Regions from separate parts of the Anas platyrhynchos genome. Here region 2 is linked to region 1. Evidence: chromatin contacts called from public Hi-C data. All regions are on one chromosome and are shown on one strand. The core of a region is the stretch at or near the end of the contact, and the rest is flanking DNA. Distances in the headings are between cores, read along the strand shown.

Region 1 (4,222 bases), core at 1,259-3,758:
GAGAGAAACCGTTTCTCATGAGACGGGATTGGTGCGTACTTTAACTATCCCCCTACAGGGAATAACCCTTAAGTAAAAAGCTGGGATATAAAAGAAGGCAGAGGAAGAAACTGTATTAACTTCTCCTGAGAGGGCAATCAGAGGCACAGTCAATCTCAGAGTAGGATCTGTAAACCCGTGCTGCACTGAGGAAGCTAGTGTGCAGGCAGCTATTTGCCACTGGAAGCTCAGATGGTCGCTCATTCCTTGTTGCAAAGTCAGATGGGCTTTGACCAAAATAAATTTGCAATTTGCATTCGTAGTTCAAACATTGAGACAGCAAGATTATGATGAAATGATTTGGTTATGAACTGGTAATATAGAAAGGCCTCTCCTCTTATTATTTGTAATGTTTAGAGGTGTTGTTTCACTGGATGTTTGTGGCTTACAAAAAGAGGTAGTAAGGGCTTTGTATCAGTACCTTGCAGCAACTGCAGGAGCCATTTCATTGTACTCAGAAAGTTAACACATCAGATTGCTCTAAAACAAGAGATCTATATTTGATGAGACTGGCCGAGCCTATGCAAGCAGTATATCCACATGGAAACGTTTCAGAGAAGTCTGAGTGTATTGAGCTGCTGTCCATTTAGGATGTATATGAAATTCCGTATTTAGTTTCCTCAACACTTCATTTTTATGACTCTGCTTACTATACTGCAAACCAAAGTGCATTATATAGACCATATAACTAAATGTTAATCATATTTTTAACCACATAGCAAAAACCACAATGCAGTGCTTTTACACTTCTCATCAAAGGAACGTGAATTTATGACCGTCTTGCTTGGCCACTGATGTCAGGAGAACATATTAATAGGCTATTCACTCATAATCTGGGGTAACCCAACAGTTGCCTTGCATCTCTCCTATAGATGAAGTGCAAATTCCAGGGAGAGTTCTGCTCCATTATGCCTTCAAAGTCTCTGCATAAAGGCTTTCCCTGCTGCTGGATGATGTGCTTTCTTGGAGAGGAACGCACCCTGATTTGTAGACATTGGAATTTGATGAATCACCTTTGGATGTCTCAGGAGGCCATCAGTCCTTCCTGAGCTGATCAAGATACATTTCTATCACAGATAATTAGGACTATTTGGAGGGCTTTCTTTGGATGTCCACCAAAATTTGGATGTTCTGGATCTGAAAGAGTAAATTAAAATGTGAGTCTTAGCATAAGTAAGTATTGTTCTTTTTATACAAATCTTGACTAAATCATGTCCACATTTGAGAAAAATGCAAGTACCACTGTAAACAAGAGGAATAAATTTAGGAGTAAGATGTTAAGTGATTAAGTATAATTTCCAAGTGCTTTGCTCTGAACTATGACATCTTTGTCTAATTGTCGCTTCTTCTTGTTCATCACAGTAGTGCTCATAATTGCTTTTTTTTTTTTCTTTTTTCTGTTCTTTAGGCTGATGGATGTCAGTATGACCTGCTAAAAACACAAATATTTCTAATTAAAGATGTTATATTCCTATTCATCTTAATTGTCCCTATAATTATAGTCAGTCCATCCAAGTTCTGCTGTTAGGGGCATAGTTATAAACCCAGAGAACAAAATAGTGAAGGTTCTGGAAATGCATAGGAAAAAAACACATCCTTTCTAGATAAATAGATTCACCATTAGAAATGGTGCAATAAATTTTGAAATGGTCTTGGGCACTCTTAATAGGATTGCTGAGTGTGTTTTAATTTAAGAGAAAATCAGCCTGGCCATTTCATTATTGTAACAGTCTTCTTTGACCTCCTAGGGCATCTTCGGTTACTCTGATGTGGCACTGTATTTTATTAGTGATTGTTTTGCACCTGCTTTTCCAGTCTTTGTAAGATTGTTAGGTGGAAGAATGAAAGATCCGCCTGCAGTTGCCACTCAGCTACTGTGTCATTTTAATATTTTTGCCTTGGTAATGAATAGTTTTTTCCCCTGTAACCTCAAAAGCTTACGTTGAAAGGACAGAACCCCAAGTATTTGGTAAGGCTTTAAACAGAAGGAGCTTCTCACAGGTGTGCTCTTTTAAGCCTCCCTACTAACTCCCCACAACGTCGCTGTGATCCCCTGCTCCTTCCTCTCAAGACATGCCCAGGGCTTCACTCGCAACCTGCTCCTGTTGTTCTGCAGGTGCCTTAAAGCCTCGAGGTTTCCAGGACTGGTCCTTTTGCTCATTTTCCACGTCTGGGAGCACACCCTGGACCTTTCCCCCTGTGCGCGCTGGGTGCCTTTGGAGCCCCCCCACCATCACAGGGCTGCCTGGAGCACCCCCAGCGCGCTCCCTTTGTCAAGCAGCCGCCTGCCTCTCCCTCCTCTCGGGGGGCAGCACAAACCACCGCTGCCTCCCCACACGACCCCTAACCCCTGAGGGTCGGGAAAGCTGCCCTGGAAGCCACCTCAGCCCCGGGGGGAAGCTCCTTGGCGGCCGGGAGCCGCTCCCGGAGCCGCAGGTGTGAGCCGGCCGCCCTGAGGCACCGGCGGCGCCATGTTGTGCGCCCTCCGCCGCCGCCGCCCCGCCCGGCCGGCCCCCTGCGAGCCGCGGCGCTGGGCGGCGGCCAGGGAGGAGGGAGAGGAGCCGGGAGGAGAGAGGAGAGAAGAGGAGGGGCGGCGGTGGCGGCCGGCGGCCGGAATCGTTTCCTGGGTAAGGCTGGGAAGCGTTTCCGGAGGGCTGGCTGCATCCCGCAGCGGGCTCTGGGCGCCTCGGGAGCGGCGCGGTGCGGCGGGCAGGGCAGGTGCGCGCTCCCCGCGGCGGGGACGGGGCGGTGCGGGGCTCCCGGGCAGCCCCGGAGCCTTCCCCTGGGGAAATTTGGGTGGGTTTCGGGGCTTTCCGCGATTTCAGCGCTGGTTACTGCTGCTCGGGGGCCGTGCGGGTGGGAGCCCGGGGGGAGCAGCCCTCGGGGCGCAGCGCGGAGCCGCGTTAATGTCAGGCGGTGCGGGGGGGCTTGCTGGCGGTGTCCTGCTGGGGCTCAACCTTGTGGTCTTGCCCCTCCAGCACCAAATATTGCAGCCCACACCGCCTGCAGGGCGCAGTTGTGCTGCTGCCGTGCCGCAGGCTGTGCAGGGTTGGGCTCTGGGCAGGATGCGCTGCGCGGCGCTGCCCCGGGGGCCGGCTGCGGGCGTGCCGTGCCCTGCGGCTTCTCACCGGGTCCCTCCGGCTCCTTCGGCATCCCACACGCCACCACCCTGCTGCCTGATGCTCTGCTGCTTTCCAAAAGCGCCAGCGAGTTGGCTGCCTTGCGGTTGGAAGTGTTTTCTGCCTAGGTTCAGCTGGAGTGTGTGCGGATGCTGGAGCACTCGGAGGGGGAGACATCCTCGTGCGGTGACCTTGTGGCAAAATCTTGGCTGGTTAACTTCTTTCTGTAAAGCAGCCAAGCTAAGCATGGGTGTTTTGACTCTTCCTTTGCAGCAGTGAGTGTTTGATGGAGCGCTTTGGGGCTTTTCTTTTTTTCCTGGTTGTTTAAGAGAAGATTTGGAGAGGACTCTTCAAGAAGAATACCAGTTTTGTTGCATGTTACGAGAAATGTGTGACCATTCTTAACACTGAGGCAGCCCAAGTGAACTTCATCCTCTGTGATGAAGGAGAAGGTCTAAGCAGTGGGTCGCAGTGATGTGGGAAGCATTTCTTAGCAGAGGGGATGCACAACTTGCAAGCCTGGGTTATTGTTGTTGTTTTCAGTTTTGCAGCTAAGGAGCCAGTGAGCAAAAATGATAGCTTTTGGTGGGGCACTGGGTGGATTCTGCTGTTCCCTTGGTCAGGAGGGACAGTGACGTGCTTAGGAAATGCTTGGGGGGGTGTAGTGAGGACTGGTGCAGCGTTGGAGCTGAAGAGAGTTGTGACTTGAGGAGCTGGTTAGGAGGAACGTGAGTGCTTGAGATTGGTGAGAAATCCTTACAGCAGGCAGAGGCTGGGAGAAGGCCACAGTGAAACCTGGTAGTTGGTAGGTGATGGTAGGTAATCAACTGATTGCATCTCCATCAGATGGCAGATCCATGCTTTTCAGAAGCTCTGACCTAGGATGTGCAATCCCACTTGAAATTCATGCTGAAAAGAGATGATACCACCCATATGTCTCCTTTGGGTAAAAGACAAGGTTTTGCCTCTGTCCTGTGCTGTAAGCGAGGAACCCTGGAGGTCTTGAAAAGATGTTTAGGTGTACAGCTTAGCGATATGGTTTAGTGGAGGACTGGTTAGTGTTA
Region 2 (4,251 bases), core at 1,142-3,641, 43 kb after region 1:
ATTTGCTAATGAAATCTAGGTCTTGAGATCTTAGGAATGGAGAACCTGAAAAGAACCAAACTGAGCACGCTTTGGGCATAGTATAAATCTAATTAATCTGAAGCCTTACTTTGTTAATTTGTTAAAGGCATTGGTAGTGCTTGTCTTCTGAAAGAGCTTCCAAAGTAAGTAACTTCATTCCTACTCTTTTGAATAAATAAAAAGAATTTATTTTTTTTTAGTCTGGGGCCTAGTTGGTATATCCTGACTTGTGGGCACATCTTGTGTTTTTCGTCCGTATCATACACCAGTAGAAGTCATTCCTGAGAAGTGTTAATTTTTGGTAGCAAGGCAGAAGCACTGAATGCAGGCCTGCAGCACGTTGTTCTTTGAATATCATGCCTTGTCTTTCAAATGAATTAAGAAATGTGCTTGCGTGTTACACAATGGAACTTGGCTAAATTTAAGGGAATAAACTTCTGAAGCCTGTAGGATCAAGGAAAACTTTGTATAATTTATGGCAAAAGCTTCGTGAACACTCTCCTCAAGTCAGAAGTAATCCTAAACTCAATGCCAAGTCGTTGTCTAAACAGGAAGCAAGTGCAAGATGCACAAATAATGTCTCCATTAAGTACCAAATTTCTTGTTGTTTTGCAGTTTACTCTTTAGGCACTGGTTTTAATGACTTTTTTTGAAGCTGATGCTTTTGTATCTTTTGTTTTCCTTATTTCTCTTCTGTGGAAAGAGTATTTTTTCCTGGTGGTGCTACAGGAGTTGGTCAGCGTTTCTGCAGTGTTTCTACCAGTGGCCTCCAGTTGGTATATTTAAAATCAACAAACAAATAAAACCTAAAAGCATACACTAGTGAAGAGGTTTTAGTGTCAGAGCAGATCCTATGATGCAATAAGATGATTGTTTTTTTTTCTGTAGGTGATCAAAAGGTTGACCTTTCTTTTCCTCAGGCTGTTGTTCCACTGATAGATCTCCCTGTCAGAGATAAGGAATTGAGCATGTACTTCAGAGCACTAGACCCGTGGCCTTAACTACAAATAAATAAATAAATAAATCTAAATATATTTATCTTGGTCAGAATTGTGAAATCACAGCTGCTGTATTTTTTTTATCTGCTTTACTTCCTGGAGAGATCAACCCTGGATGGTGAGTCAGCTCGCTAGCAAAAATGATTAATCGAGCAATAAGCTAAATAAGGACTTTCCTATTAACCACAAGCTATTCTGAGCAAGAAATATTCCCAGGACTCACTGACCCTGTTTTGTTGGCTTTTGTTTTATTTTTTAAATTAAAATCGATTGTTTTATTTGAGGTAATGGAGGTGGGACAGGTCTGGTAGTTAATTCTAACAGTGGTTCTGCCTTAATTCCACTGAGCACGTGGATAAGTGATGCATCCCAAATCCTTCATAGCTTTGCAGAAGATCTTTTATGGTATAGAAAAAATGTGATGTCTTCTCCCCATTTCTCCTGAACAGAAATGGCCAGGGCTTGTAAAGAGAAGAGAAGATCCCCTTTTGCAGCTGAACAGCTTCTCAGCAAGAAGTTCTGGACGTGCTGTCCTAGCACGCAGACTCGGTGTGGTTTCTGTTAGCACACGCTGCAGAAGTTGCAGTTAAGGGTTCTGTATAGACTGCTGGCTGGCTTTGAAGCCAAATTCAGGAGGGCTTGTAACAGCATCATTAACATTGATTATGACTAAAACGGGAGAGAGACCTGAGCCTTTTGTTTTGCATTTTTTCAGTGCGTTCATTCGAAGTGCGCAGTCTGAGAGTCTGCCTGAACTTTCTCAAATCTCCTCTTGGGCAGATATGCCTATATAGATTTCTTGAATATGTGAAAATAAATGTAAAAGAAACAGCATGAAATAATGCAGATGTGAGACAAAGCTCTTCTAATGGCATAATAAATGTGTAGAGTGAGTGGATGCCCAAGCTGATGTGAAAACTGAGCAAAGGTCAGCGGTACTGGCAGAGGGCCTGGCCAAGCAAGATGTGGAAAGGCAGAAAGTGGCAGAGGAGCCAGGCTGGCATTGCTAAGTGCCTCATGGTGAAGCACATCTCTTGGGAAACGTGGACTGAGGAGTACCTGGTTGGGAAAAATGTTTCTGGCTCGTGGAGCTCCTGTGTTGAGCAGATGTAGTATTAAACATCACCTGATGAGAGGGTACTGTGCAGTCCTGCTTGTGTCTCCGGCTCTTCCCCAACAGCCCGTCCTGTTTTGCTGGGTTTGACCTGCGAATGGATGCGTGGAATGGGAAGGGGAGAGAAAATAATGAAAAAGCGTGGTGTGCCCTGAGGGGGGAAAAGGATGGCTTACGCTAAAATGCTGCCTCCGTGTCCCATGGGGATGATATGTGGTGGAGTGACTGCATCTCCTGCATTATTCATCGCCACTGGCTCCTGCTGTGCCGTGGGTGTTTATCACAGGAATAGCAGTGCTGTGGGTTGCTGCAGAAAAGGTGTGTGTGACCTGAATGCTCATCGCCCTCAGGTCTTTCTCCAAGTGACAGATAAGACCTGGTCTCCAGGCTGGTATGTCTGCTGGGAAGTTGAATCATTTGGAAATGTTTTTCTCTCCAGCAGCTTCTGGACAAACATCTTTAGTTGCCTCTAACCTTGTGGTTTACCCTCTGTCCCATATATCGGCATGAATTCTCAGACTTTCAAGTCCTTCCTTAAAATTTGATGTCTCCATAAAAGTAAGTTGGCTTCTTAACGTGTAGCTGGAAAAATGCTCAGCTAAGTAAGTTGCACCCCATTGTGTGGAGTGTTAAGGGTAAGATCTCTGAGAGGAGTTGCAGGCTCCTTTGCTTTCAAATACTGAATAAGATTTCTTTCCACTTTTATTTTTTCCCCTTCTCTTCAGCTCCTCCAGCTTAAGCATTTTCAAAGCACACTCGTGTTGCTGCTTAAGTGTTAGCAGCAAATCAAATGTGGCCTCTGTGAATTGTAAAGCGTGGGTCAGGAGGGATAAGAGAACAGAAAACACAACCTGATTGCCATCCGCTGGGGGGAAAACAGGCTGCAGAGGTGCTGGGGCTGTGCCCTGCCAGTCGCCGTGGAGCACTACACGCGTACCCTGTGGGGATTGTGCTGGGCTTCTTGGCATCGTAACCCGGGACTGCTAGCCTCAGCCCAGATGTCTGCTCAGACAGTTTCATAATAGCAGCCACTTGTCCCTTCTGTCTGGGTTCTGCTGCAGGATGAGCAGCAGTCATGGCTGGAGAAGCGCTGAAAGCTAGAGGAAAGGGACAGGCTTGGGGATGGAAAGTTGGGGGAGAAGGGTTCATGCTGCCTGGGGGGATGCTGAGTGCTCTGCAAACCCGTCTCAGGGCACCGGAATTATGTGCAGGACGCTTCTGGGCTCTCCTTCCCCCACCAACGGGTCTGCATGACTAGATTGCACCTCCTTGGTGTGCAGGATTCCCTGGGTTTTGCCTGGAGGGTGAAGTCCCTGCTGTAGGGCAGGGAGCCAGCATGCTGCAGCCCCTCAGGCAGCATCGCCTTCACGTGGACAGAGCTGCAGTGCTGCCTGGAAAACAACTGGTGGTTTTATTTTAGAGGCGTGAAGGAAGAGCACAAGGTAGGCAAGGAAGTTCTGGGTAAGAAGCTTAAAGTAAACATGGGGAGAAATATAAGGAGCAGCTCGTGTTGGTGCTACAGCTGGAGTGAGCTGAGAGGCAGCTATTTGAGCAGCAGACTCGTCCTTTGCCCTGGGCAGGATGCGAAGCACATCTGGCAGTTGCCAAAATGAGGATACAGATTCAGTCCAGAGCAGCGTGAAAGGCAAGTTTGTTAGTCTGCCCTTTATTCCCCTTGTCCCTTTGTGCAAAACTCTAAAAAGGAAAAGCCAAAACCACCTTCCAACTTCCACTTCAGACATTTTTCATAGAAAGATTCACTAAAACGGAGGGGACGGAGCTGGGTATCAGTCACGAATATCAAGCCCTTCTCTTCTCCCTGTCCCTTCTGTGGTTGACATGCCTTGTGGGGAGGCAGGAGACCCATCCCCACGTTCAGTCCTGGCCCAGCAGGACCTGACCTCTCCCTCTTCCCTTTCCAGGAGCATGTCCTGGCCCTATGGCATGGCACGGGGGGCTGCTGGAGCCCTCCCTGCAGAGGAAGGGAGGGAGCTTGGCAATGGGCTGCTCATCTGGGTGGGTGAGAGCTGGCTTGCAGCCCTGGCACGTAATGTAGAGCTTATATTTCAAAAATCCTAATAATTTCTACAGGTAGGATTAGAAGGTCATTGCCCAGAA

Evidence for each region. A called contact is a pair of places that touch in the nucleus more often than the background predicts.
Region 2: a contact with region 1 is called in a Hi-C map of liver, with 1.7 times the contacts expected there. The contact joins the enhancer-like site here to the promoter of APBB2 in region 1. A contact is called at or near these places in 4 of 8 Hi-C or Micro-C datasets (liver, skeletal muscle and subcutaneous adipose tissue).

What each region holds. Positions count from the first base shown.
Region 1 is chr4:55,361,000-55,365,221 of IASCAAS_PekinDuck_T2T, forward strand. APBB2 (amyloid beta precursor protein binding family B member 2) reads left to right here and starts at 2,509. Exons shown (of 18, transcript XM_072037680.1): 1 at 2,509-2,666.
Region 2 is chr4:55,404,345-55,408,595 of IASCAAS_PekinDuck_T2T, forward strand. The region is part of intron 2 of APBB2 (amyloid beta precursor protein binding family B member 2); the gene reads left to right. Among named protein-coding and RNA genes, the nearest start is that of APBB2, 43 kb to the left of the region's middle. Within about 2 kb of position 2,392, at least 1 of the 8 cell types and tissues checked has an H3K27ac peak or open chromatin away from gene starts, as enhancers often do.